2 separate regions of the Mus musculus genome follow, and region 1 is linked to region 2. Evidence: chromatin contacts called from public Hi-C data. All regions are on one chromosome and are shown on one strand. Each heading gives the region's core, a stretch centred on a gene start, on an enhancer-like site or on the middle of the called end of the contact. The rest is flanking DNA. Distances are from core to core; before and after follow the strand shown.

Region 1 (6,728 bases), core at 307-2,806, 100 kb after region 2:
CTTAGTAAATATTCAAGTTTTTCCAGACACCATATGTTTATTTTGTTTCATAACCATCTCCTCTCAGAACTATGCCAAAGCACCATTCAAAAAAGAAGAATTTTTCCACTGAGATTAAGCGCTCTCACCAATGTGTTGGCACAAATCAATACAGCTATAAAATGTTTGCATTTATTTTCCCGAGAAACCTATTTCTACTCATGTTAGATAAAGAGGGCAATGGGAAACCACAGCCACAGTTCCATACATGTCCAGCTTAGTGAAGAATGGATCAGGACAGATGTGAACACAGCATGGGCAACTCTCTGGAAGCTGCATCATCAAAATGCATGCATGACAACTCAGGAACACTGCACCACAGCAGTTTTCTGTGCATTGGGTAGACAACTACACCACTATGGAGTCTCCCGCCTGCTCCCCTCCATTGTCTGATGCTTATATGACCTCAGGAAGGAGCCTGCTATGTCTTGGACGTATTACGAATTGCCTGAGTGTTACGTGTTTCTTATGTACTTCATGCGTCTCTTTTCCTTCCAGGAGGAAATCTTTCAATGAAGAGGAAATCGCTATACAACACGTGTAGCCCCGCCCCTACTGCGCTGTACAGTCCACTCCTACGAATGTGCTCTGCCTATCTTTTTGTCTTGTTTATAGATGTCCACATGCACTGCTCCTTTTCTTCACGTCCCTCTCCTCTCTTTCTATTAAGACAGCCAATTTAGAAGCTCAACTATTTTGCTGACCGCGAGTCAGTTCCCTAGTTGCTTCCCTTTTCTCTTTCCTCTAAACAGTAGGTAGCAGGCCAGGTTGTTTAGTGTGTTCTCCTAAGTGTATGTTATCAGCAAGCCTCTACTTCTGTTCCAACGTTTTCTTGCCCCTGAAATCCCTAGATCGGCTGCAGAAAGTTCAAACGTACAGAACCATTTCTCTTTAATTGCTTGGTTGGTGTGACATATGGCTCCAGTAGCCTCCTAGGTTAGCTTTGCCTCATTCATCAGAAAGAAGATGTGCCTATCCCTGCCAAAGACTCTTATCCTGTTTGCCTTCAAGAAAGTCATATATCATCTGGCCTGGTCCAGAGATGTTTGGCTTAATGCTGTAATTATAACTGTGAGTACCTGGACTGGCCCTCCTGCTGGCCTCAGATGCAGTTGTTTCTCATGAGTGTGACTAATGGCCATTGCTGAGGACAGGAGATGATTCATTTCCACTGACTCCTGTGGTTTCTAAATAAAACACTTAAGCAAAGAATAGACAAAAGGAAAGTTTCAGACAGTGATGAAACTGCTGTCAGTTCTATCTGACATGGTTTATTTCCAGCTCAGGGACCATACATTAGGAGTAAAAAGATAACTCACCTCCTAAAAATTTTGTGATAAATGTTCACAATAGTATGATTGAAGTACTTATTGAAAAGCATGTTATTAACATGAAAAGGTTTCCCCTAAATTTAGTTAATAGTGTACTGACATTTTAATAGAAAGCCTTACTGATAAATACTAAGCACTGAGTGGCTGAGTAGACAGGACCTGTGAGGAGCTGAGTTGACTCCAGACCTGTGACCTATAAGCATACGTGTCAAGTGTGTTTAATGCTGTGTTCCCCTTAATCCACAACTCCCAGGTATACCAAGAAGCTACATAGGTTCTGCATATAGATCTCAAAGTGAGGAGGTTATATTTTAGAACCTGAAGTGAAAATGGCCAAAAGAGTCTAAGGAACATTAATGGTATGTGGCCTGAGGTCTGCCCACATCAGCCTTACCTGGATGCTTGTAAGGAACTCAGAATCTAGATCCCATGTAAGACTCCCTAACCCAGAATTTATGCTAATAGGAGGGGAGATCTGGAAAGGGGATAACATTTGAAATGTAAATAAAGAAAATATCCAATAAAAGGCAAAAAAAAAAAAAGATCCCAGGTGCTTTCTATTGAAGTATGAAGAGAACTGTAAGTCAGACACCTGCAACCCAACTCACATACATACCCCTCACAGCCCCAACACCCTACACACAAGCCCACAGACATCCCCACACCCCACACTCCATACACGCCCTCACACCCCATACATACCACACAAACTCCCACCCTCACTCCCAGTCTTCCCTGCACCTCTCACACACCCTCCCCCACACTGAGAAAAATACAGTGTTTGTGTCTTAATAAACCATAGAATACACTTCTTTCCTTCTCTTCCTTAAAATTCAAATCTCATAAAATATTTATAGAAAGGAAAACATTTGAATAGAGACAATTTGTTTGTAAAGATTTATTAAATGAATTAAACCAGGGCTTAAAAAGGTTTTACTGTAAAGGCACTGTAGGTAGTGTCTCTGTAAATGCCACAGCTGGCAGAGTAACAGCATGAAACAGGAAGGATATCTAGTTCTGTATAAACTAGCTGGTATTGGTTCAAACTTCTAGAATCTCACTCTGGGTAGTTTATTGTAAATATATTTAAATACAGTACAATTTAGGGGAAAAAATTCCTGGTGTACCACAATCCACTCTTCTTAAAATACATCCATAAAGATGTTCTAAAGACAGGGTACATGTGTTACCGTAAAGGCCTAGGAGAGAATTTGGTGTGGTATAGGATGCAGCTAGTAGAGGTATTTGGGGCTATTAGCTTCCTCCTGTGCTTGTTATGGGAGTGTGGGGAAATTCCTTGTGCATACAGGTAAAACAGAGATCACCTATCCTAGTGGTGAGAGCTTGGGAGAGCCACTGCCTATCTAGATAATGCAAAGGTCATCTAGACTCTTAGCCACCTCTGGCCTACTTGTGGCAGCTCTGTATGGCCTGGCCCTACAAATCATGAAGATCACCACACTATTAATCACCTCCATTATCAGCCTTCTGGTGGAAAAACATGTTACACATCTTTTTCTTAGAAAAGACAACTCTGTGTGTTTAGCGTTCCTTGTATCCCTAGACCTTTGTTCTTCCAATACAACATAAGAGAGTTATCATAGCATATGCTATGATAGGATATACTGAAGAGGCAGAGGCAAGAGGATCACCAGAGCAATATGAATGCAAGAGACCTATTTCTTATGGGTACATTTTGCTGTTAAGTTGATGTTATCCTATTTCTTGAGAATTTGCAATGGCTGTATAATGTGTATGATGACAGCTATTTATTAACCAGGATGCTTCCTTCACCAGAAAGTGATTGTAGCGTCTTTCAAAGCCAATGATATGGGCTGTAATGGCTTCTATCAGAATACAGAGGGTAATTAAATTAATGTATTAGAAGCATAATTCAGGCCTTTTGAGATAATGATCGTGTGTACAATGGTGTATGAAATTAGACATACACATTTTAATATAATTTTGCTAATGGCTAGACCACGTGCAGTTTTATCTGGTGTATGATAGGAACAATGTTGATACCAATGACTATCCATTAGATCTCTCTCTCTTCTGATACACAAGATACTGAATGTATAGAATCTTATCTTCACAAAGAAAAGGAGTAGTGGGATTCTACTTTATCCAAGAACTGCATATGGGCTATGTATAGAGCTGGGTACAAAAAGTAAATTATGGTGGTGATATTTTTACTCCCTGATACCTTATCTCCATGAAGTCAGACATATGTTCTTTTTTTAAAAGATTTATTTTTGTTATTTTTATTTATGTATAGATATGTATACCTGTGTGAATTTATGGCATATACATATAGGTGCTTATAGAAACCAAAAAGAGGGCATCTGATCCCCTGGAAACTTGAGTCACAGGCAGTTGTGAGTCACCCATTTCAGGGCATGTGGGACCATGCTACCAGAACTGGGAATCTCAGAGATCGGAGACAGTAGGGTTGGAGCTACCCCCTCTCAGCCTCCAATGCCTGTTCTGAGGCCACACAGAGAACCACAGGCACTCAGTCACACAGCATAACACCTGGAGTTCTTCTCCATGCTAATGAGGCACCTAGATAGCCTTAGCCTTCAGCCAATGACCTTCTCTTTCTGGATATTCTCATGCCCTTCTCTCAAGAGGTATATAATCCCTGGATCACTCCAAATAAGGTGTATGCATCCCCCAATAAAGCAATATGAACAAACAAAGACCATCTCAGAGAGCTGCTTCATCAAAGATCACTGCTTGGAAAGCTTTCACCTAAAGGAGCAGTGCCTAAGACTCCCAAAGGCTTTTCTCTTCTCCTGTCCTCCCTGAACTCAGCACTTGCTTTCAATCAGACTGAACCTTGCTCCTCTCGGGCTCTTCCTTCCCCTTTCTGCCTGGCATGAAGTTGCCCCAAGGGGAAATGGGGAACTCTCGGATCCGTTCAGACTTCCTCTTCAGGCAGTATATCAGCAGCACCTGAGAGCCGGGAACCACAGCATTCGTCCCATGTCATGCTTTTCCCTTCCAGTCGGGCATGCAGTGGCATCTGATGCATCAAAGGGAAACACGGGCTGTGGATTCTCTGTTCTGGCCTTTGCTCTGTCTTCTCTAGGGGCGAGCAGACATCAAGACTCCTAGCAGAGAGAGAGACAAATTGCAGTACCAACTCATGTGATTGTCCAGTGCTGAACTCAGGTCCCGTCGAAGAGCAGCAATCAGCTTTTAACTGCTAAGCTACTTCTCCATCCTCAAAACCTATATTTTAGTAATATATCAGCAGTCTTATCATAAAGCTTGCTAAGAAGATACCCCTGGACTCTCTCTACTTCCCTCCCTCCCCCCCTCCCTCCTTCTCTCCTTTCCTTTCTTCTTCTACAACATGGTCTAATTAACAGTCCTTACTTGACTTTCAACATTGCTCTAAACACATAATAATCCAGGTTTTGAAAGAAAATATCAAACTAGACTCTAACTTGACTGATCAGGATCAAAACTACACCAAGGAAGACAGTGTGCTCCTTGTTACTTGACAGCTTATACTTGATGACTGTTTTGCACCATTAAAAACAACCTGTGTATTATGTCATTTAATAGATAATTTTTGGAGCAAAGTTTCCTAATTGCACCTAAGCTAACAAAAAGCATGCCAGACAGGCTGGTGCTCAGGGCAGCCTAGGTCTTCCAGGACCACTCAGTTCTCACAGCCCTTAGGTAACTGGGGCACACTGTTCAGTTCCCACTATTTCTTGGGCTGCTTAGATTGCAGAATCTTAAGCAGGAATATGGCACTTTTAATCTTGGAGGCTTGAGGAAGATTTCTTTGTCATCTCCTCACGGATTAGTCCTGCTGTATCTCCTCTATTGCCTTTCTTGGGGCTTACTTACACTGTATGTACTGCGGTTTGGATCTGTTCTCTGTATCTTTCAGGATTTACCTCTCTCTCAAATCATCTAAATGCAAGTCTGTCTGCAGATTGGCCACGGCTCAGTGTATTTTTTGATTCTATCAGAAACTTTTAAAGCCCCTGTCTTTGCCACGTGAACATAGCCTACCTAGATATTGTTCTAGGGATGATTTTTCTAGTGTCTTGTTTCATGTTATAGTTTGGATATAAAATGTCTCCAAGAGAGCTCATGTGATAAAAAACTTGGTTGTTAGCTGATGGGCTTTGCTTTGGGAAATAATTGGATCCTGGCTGATTTTATTTGTTTTGCCTTATCAGAGTATTAATCCATTGAATCTGTGTGAACAAGGTCTGTAAAAGCTGGAGCCTGGATGGAGAAAGCAGGTCACTGGTGTGTCTGTCAGGGCTGTGTCCTTGGACACTGGACATTCCTTGCTGTTGCTCTGTTTTCCAGCAATTATGAACGAGTGGTTTTGCTCCCACACATTGTCTGTGTACCCCAGGTACACAGCAACAGAGTCAGGCAACTATTGGCTGAAATCACATGAGAACAAAAGCAAAATGGATGTTTCTCCACCTAGGTTGCTATCTCAGGTGTTTTGTCTCAGTAATAAAATGCTGACATTTTTCATGCATATGAGTTGAGGTTCTCTGCTCTATACACACCCCAAGACAGCAGTGCACAGAGCTACAGGAGATTTTAAGGAGAAGAGTCATGGAGAAGAGAAACAGAGGTGGCGAATACCTCTCAACCAGGCGGTCTGCTGTTTGTTCAGGAGAGGGAAGGAGTATGCCAGACGATGACACAGGCATAAGAGAAGCTGGTGATGAGTCCTTTAGCCTCAGTTACCAGTCACATGCCAATTCTCACATTGGTCTTGAATCAACCTGAGTGTCTAATGTCTAGTAGCCCTGGCTAGGAGCCTCAGTGGGAAGGTTTGGGGTAGGCAATGCTTTTCAGCAGGTCTGGATAACACATGTTCCTGGTTTCCCCAGGGTGTTTTTTAGTTTTGATGCATGTCTCCTTTAAGTTTGTCAAACCTACTAAGTCATAACCACCCTGGAGAATTTCTATTTACAGGCTCAACATGGTTAAACGAGTCATCCTATCAGTTTGTTCTGGTCAGGATGATGAGATAGGTTCACTTGGGACTTGTAATTATCGCATCATTGTCAACTAGCTCAGGCACAGAGGCAAGGAAAGGGGAAATTTTACAGGAGCTTTGTCTACAGATACTGTTTAGGTAGCTTTGTGAGCAGGCAGAAGACTGAGGTAGGAGATGTAGCACAGAGTTTCCTACCTGATGAAGGAATATTTCTCCTAGTCAAAGTAAGCTAAGAGACTGTTCTTTTTCACCAGTTATGACTGCAGGAGCAATTGTCATGTTTTCCTAAGCACGCTCTCTATCCAGGAACAGAATGGGTACTGCAGTGAGCAGCTTCTCATACAAGCTTTAGCATCTTTCCCAGG
Region 2 (6,164 bases), core at 493-2,992:
GGGGTATTTCTTTCTTTTTAAATATTTGTTTGGCAGCTGCACATATATACACACCATTATAATTGCATTCAACCCCTTTTATTCACTGGCAATCCCACCCTTTCCTTTTGAACCCTTTATTCTTCCCAACTGGTCCTCAGTGGCTATACCATTCAAGAAGATGATGTCCCCACCTGCAACAGCCGTTTGCTCTCCATAGCTAAGGGGGTATGCCTGACAGCATGACAGTTTTTACAGGAAGAGCATGTGTCCAACTCGGAACCTTCTGAGCATCAATGTGATGCCTCAAGTAGAAAGTTCCACAAACTCTGCACCTCACTGCAATGGGATGGGTTTCAATTAAACTACAAGTACACTAAGGGGATGCAACTGTAGCTGTGTATGCAAGGTATATGTAAAATAGAATTAATTTGGGTTTTAGACGTGCCTTTTGTGTCCAAGAATAATGTATGTATGTGGTTGTGTCTGTATATGTATATATTTTGGAAAGATTTGAAATCTCAAGCACCCCTTGTCTCAAAAATTTTAGTCAGAGCATCTTTGACATCATAGCCTAAGATTGCCATAAAAATGAAACTTGTGCCAGCATTAACTCTGGGGACCAGTGTCTTAATAGGCACATGTGGTCTGATATATGACGTTATGAAGAAGGGATGCCTTTTAGGTACCAGAATAAGCATGATAGCTGTTAAAAATCACAACTCTGCTGGATAGACACATGTAGGACTTCTTTTAATATTCATATCCTTGTATAAAAGTAGAAGGTGCTATATAGAACAAGGAAGCTATCAAAAGGAAGAAGGGACAAGAGAAGGTAACAGAAGGGCAAACAGACACATGCCATGTGTTCCCATGTGCAGAATGGGGATGGAGAATGAGGCCAGGTCGTGGATGTGTATGCAGAGGATCAGAGTGCAATGATATACATATATGAAAGCTTAATAAAGAAACCCATTATTTCATATGACCACTTCAATTAATTATAGAAGTTAAAACCACAGTAAGCACTGTTACCTTTAAAATAAATCTCTGTAATCACAGAGACCTATGTTAGTCCACAAAAATATCAGCTTCCAAAGAAGCTCAGAGGATAATGGCCTGTGCTGGGTTTCTTGTGCTTTTCCTGCTTCTGCTATTCAGGCAATGCCATTTATCTCTCAGGCAATGTTATAATGATTAAAAAATCAATTTGTGTGAAGTGCAGTCGTGCATGTCCTGTATTCCCAGCACAAAATAGACTGAGGCAGGAGGATTGAGAGTTCTGCCACAATGTGGGCTAGGTAGTAAATAGATGAGAATTTCCCAGTATCTGTAGTCTTAAGTAGTTTTCTTTTTTAAAAGGTCCTGATGAGCAGTATAGTATATCGTGTATAAAAGTCCGGCAATTACAGCAGGCATTCACTGTAAATACCTCTCTATCGAGATGGCTTGGTAAGGCTTTTGTTAACTTAGTTGTTGCACATTCACTGTTCCCAAGGCCGGAGTGGGGGCAGACTTCAAGGAAGGAAGGACTCCGAAGGCAGGAATGTAACCTTGTAAACTTGTGGTTACCTTGGAAGGAACGGAAGGGTCATTGTAGCCTGGCACACCAGGGTTCATTCTGTGTCATTTCAGTAGACAGACGTGATCTCTAGAGGACTGGATGCCAAGAAGAAAGAAGTGTCAGAGTCAGATGGTGTGCAGACTGTTCTTCTAGGCCACACAATTGTCCAGTGAGACTTCTTTTTTGTATGTCTATCCGTGTGTGTTGAGAAGTTGACCATGTGACTGACTGTCCAGTCTAGGATATGAAGATCTGGAAACCCTACCCCACAGCCCCTCCCTTTTCTGTAATTTCCCAATTTGCTTGGTTCTGTAACCAAGAAAATTCCACAGATGCTCAAGGTCCATCTCATGTATCTTGCAACAGGAAGGCCTTCTGGCTGCCCTTGACACACCCAATGGAATCTGTCCACAACTTCTCAATTGCACTGGCTTTCTGCCACAACAGATTGTTTAGAGTTTGATATTTAGTCTTCGTGTTCTCTCTCTCTCTCTCTCTCTCTCTCTCTCTCTCTCTCTCTCTCTCTCTCTCTCCCTCCCCTCCCCCCCTCTCCTCCCCCTCTCCTTTTCAGTGAAGACTGTCTGCTTTAGTCTATGTGTCTTGCTTTCTTCCTTCGATAAGCATAGACTTCACTAGGAGTCTTTCACTTAGGAGTCAGCCAAAGGTCTAACCTGGGGTAAAGTGGAGGAGGGGAGGGATGAGGCTGGGCCCCAGATCTCTTTTGTATCGGTAACAAGAAAAGCCAGCTAGACTCCCATCCTCAGTGCTCTATGGCTTTGTTCACACACTACAGAGCAGCTCAGACTTGGAGTGCTGTCCTGCCAACCCCAGCAGTCATAATATTCTGGTCAGAATTTGTGTCACAGTGGACAAATGCGACAGTGGTGCCAAACTGTAGCTGGCCCACACAGGAATGATCTGGAAATAGAAATAGAAATAGAAATTTCTTCCTGTGTTGGCTCTGCAAGCTTTTCTATTCTTTCTTTAACCCAATAAAACAACTCACACCTTGGTCCAAGTCATTGGATCCAGTAGCCTCTCTTTACATATTACAGTGCCATTTCCCTCTTGTGGACAGGTAAGCCCAAGTGTGTTTAAGTGTCCATATAGCCTTCAGGAGAATGTGGACCTCTGTTACCTGGATCAGATTTTTTTGATGCATAATGTGATATAGATAGGCCACCTCTCCATTGTTACCAAGCCTGGATGCTTCTTTGAAACTCAGATTCAACAATGAGGGCAGAATTTTAAGGGTTAAAGTGTAGATGAATCATTTAGTAGTCTCATGGTAGCTGACCCACTTGACCATGGCTGCCTCTCACTTCTCTTGACCTCTTCTCTGAGTTTCCCAAACATCAACCAGCCTAAGATAGTTTCACCAGCTTCTAAGAACAGATACAAACAAGGACAGCCATGACCACAATGTGGTTTTCTAGGTTTCTTTTTTTTTTTTTTCTTTTGTCTTTTCTGCTGCTGCTAAGTTTTGCCCCATTGGTCCTTAGTCTCAGAAAAATTGACCTACAGGTTGAAAGCTACAGTCCAGGCAAAGTTCCTCTTTGATGGCAGAGGAGAAAGCACTCTTCCATGTCTGGCTGCTGTCTCTGATGGCTTGATTCCTGTTCTCCTGGAAACAGAGCAGAGATTCCCAAGTTTAATCCTTGTGCCCTTTCAGCACTTTGTCTGGAAGCAGAAGCCCTCACCTCTGTTCATCAAAAATGGCCCTTAGACCCAGAGAAAGCCACAGGAGATCTACTTGGCTTTGCTGTTGCTAGGAAGCACAGCCATGTTTATTTTAGCACTACTGGAAGATTTTTAATAACACAAAAAGCTATATGTTATATTATTCTTACAATAATGAATATGTGCTTTTCTGAAAATATCTTATTAAATCAGAATTATCTCATCAAGTCTTATTTTCCCACAATCACTAAATTAAGAAAAAAAAATCATCTAGAAGACAGGATAGGAATATAAGAAGCTCCACATGAAAACAAGAACAGAAAGGATTTCTACAGAAAGAGCTTATTTTGAGGTCCTGTGTAGCCAAGAACTACGAGAAAAGTCCTCAACCCTTTTAGCCCCTGGCCACTAGGTATAGTCATGGCCTTTGGCAAATGCTCAACCCTGTGAGTCCCCTCTGACCATTTGTAGCCATGGCCTGTGAAGTAAAGGCTCAATCTTGTGAGCCCCTCCCACACCCCGTATAGTTATGGCCTGTGAGGCTGGTGCTCAACCCTTTGTTGTGCAAGGTGGTCATGTCGTCCTCTTCGTTGATTTATGCTTTTCTGGATACTTCCCCCAAATATAACACATTCTGGATATAAAAGAACTGGACCCATTCCTCATTCTGAAGAGAGAAAGAAGTTATGAAAGTTCAAAGACTGCATGCAGGTGCCCTGAGCATGGGACTTGGGGGATGTGGCTCTTCTTTCCTGGGCTAGTCAAGGAGGACATGTGAAGAATTTCAACTGAGCTTGAAAGGAGAGACATCATAAAACAAACACACAAAACAAAGCACACTTAGAGCAAGATTAGCAAGATGGGAAGAAAGTCCAGGGTTGATGAGACATCCTTTATGATCTGGTAAATGTGAATGAGTAAGAGAGTAGGTTGAGCTCTAGATTTTTAAGAATCTTGATTGGATGCCAAGAAACGTGACCTTCCTTTTTCTTGTTTTTAAGAGTTGATCACATTATGTAGCCCAGACTGGTCTTGAACTTCTTCCTGTTCCTTCTGCTTCTGGTCTGCTCTCTTAGGATGAGCTTTCTTTTGTTGTACCAGTCAGAAGGCAGGAGTAACCTTGATCCTAATCTGACTACAATTAGGAATCTCTCTGTGAATGCAAGGGTGTCTCCATGTTCTGATGGAGCTGGCTTCCATTAGCTAGCATCGCCTAAGAGAACCTTCTACGGTTAGGAAAGCTTCTGAATTGTCCAATGTATTGGTTACCAGCAAAGTGTGTCTAGTAAGAGTATACAAATGGACACAACTTGATTTTGCTATGATTTACTTATGCTATTTAGACAGCCACTTATGGGCTGCAGTTGCTACTTTAGAGCATTGCTGAAGGGAGTAGTGATGTTATTGGCTTCATTGCTAAGAAACTGGGATGAATTGATCCGACCATAGGCATTCACCCTGGTGTTGATAATGCATTGGTTACTGTGAGAGGAAATGGATATGTTCTCAAGGAGATGTCGAACTACCAACACACACACACACACACACACACACACACACACACACACACACACAGAGAGAGAGAGAGAGAGAGAGAGAGAGAATGTAATAGATGAAAAGTACATCAAAAAGAGAATGCTTGAGAACTAGTTCTTTTGTTCTTACTTTTATTTATGTCATGCATGTAATTTGTATGTAAATATGCATATATGTATATAGTAGTGTAGAAAATAGTTCATTGGAGAGTAAAGAGGAGCACTCTCAAGGGATGAGGGTAGACAATGTCCAAAATGACTATCATGCTTTAGTTATCTATTTTAAGGTCCACATTGAAATAGATAACTTTCCTGAGCGGTTTTCTTGTGAAGCTTATTGATAGGCCCACTTGAATCAAGTCTTACAGGGGAGTCTTTGTTCCAGATAGATAATAATCTCTTAAGATTTAAATGCTTATCTATTATTGAACCTCTGGGCCAGGTTTATGACTAGGATCCCATTATTTTGACCAGTACTTCAAGTCCTATGCTTATAGTCTTTGTTTTGTGTGTGTGTGTGTTTTTTTTTGTGTGTGTGTGTGGTTTTTTTTTTTTTTACAAGTTGTTAACTATGAAAGAGGGCCCTATCCTAATGGCTTTCAATCCTGCTAATATAAAACTCAGTATCTAGCAAATCCCATCAAGAATTGGAGCTGAGAATCATTTAGGAGTTGGACATCAAGTTAATCTGACTACTTCTGGATAAAATGGGCATAGAAAGATTTAGGGTCTCCACTTCCCACTCCTATCCGTTTGCAGGCTTTTGCGAACAATCAAAGACACTAACCCATGCAATTGGGCTACTGAAGGGTCTTTTGAAAGTGAACAGGTTGTACTTTGAAAAAGATAAAATAAGACATCAATTAGGAACACAAGGTCCCAAAACTGCAGCAACTACTTCTGAGATTGTGATGGGTGTAACTTCTTCATCATGAAAAGCTGTCAGATTTTTATGGTGGTGTCTGACATGGTTTGAATTTATTTATTTTATTTTATTTATTTATTTTTATATAGCCAGACCATTTAAAAGTACCCATTTTGGCTGGGTAGATCTTTTTGAGTCCAAGACCAGCCTGATCTACAGAGTGAGTTCCAGGAGAGCCAGAGGGCTACAGAGAGAAACCCTGTCTCAATAAAATAAAATGGTACCCATCTAGCAACCTAGGAAAAAATTGAAGAAAGCAGCTTTGGTCAGATTGTAATCAATTCCTAGCATCTCCTTTAAAAAGAGCTGGTCATCATGAAAATCAGGAAGTTCTGGAAGTAGAGAGTCCACTGACCAACAGATTTTTTTTTTCGAGCCCTGTCTTGGGCTCAGACAAGGAATTAGTTTTTATTTGCATTATAGGAGGCCAGAAACAAATAGCCATACAAATGTCTCCGAGCAAAAGAGTCAGAGAGCAAGT

What was found. A called contact is a pair of places that touch in the nucleus more often than the background predicts.
Region 1: a Hi-C map of tail fibroblasts shows a contact between it and region 2, with 4 times the contacts expected there. The contact joins two enhancer-like sites. A contact is called at or near these places in 23 of 484 Hi-C or Micro-C datasets (the 3T3-L1 cell line, the C2C12 cell line, the Patski cell line and 12 more) and 3 of 115 datasets of contacts at active chromatin or transcription factors (the NIH/3T3 cell line, embryonic forebrain and embryonic stem cells).

Annotation. Positions count from the first base shown.
Region 1 is chr9:23,566,070-23,572,797 of GRCm38.p6, forward strand. No RefSeq gene overlaps it. Among named protein-coding and RNA genes, the nearest start is that of Gm39311, 12 kb to the right of the region's middle. Within about 2 kb of position 1,557, at least 39 of the 459 cell types and tissues checked have an H3K27ac peak or open chromatin away from gene starts, as enhancers often do. A contact at or near this core is called in the C2C12 cell line, adipose-derived mesenchymal stem cells and tail fibroblasts, where this site is marked.
Region 2 is chr9:23,463,594-23,469,757 of GRCm38.p6, forward strand. All of the region lies in intron 13 of Bmper (BMP-binding endothelial regulator), which reads left to right. Among named protein-coding and RNA genes, the nearest start is that of Gm39311, 110 kb to the right of the region's middle. Within about 2 kb of position 1,743, at least 44 of the 459 cell types and tissues checked have an H3K27ac peak or open chromatin away from gene starts, as enhancers often do. A contact at or near this core is called in the C2C12 cell line, adipose-derived mesenchymal stem cells and tail fibroblasts, where this site is marked.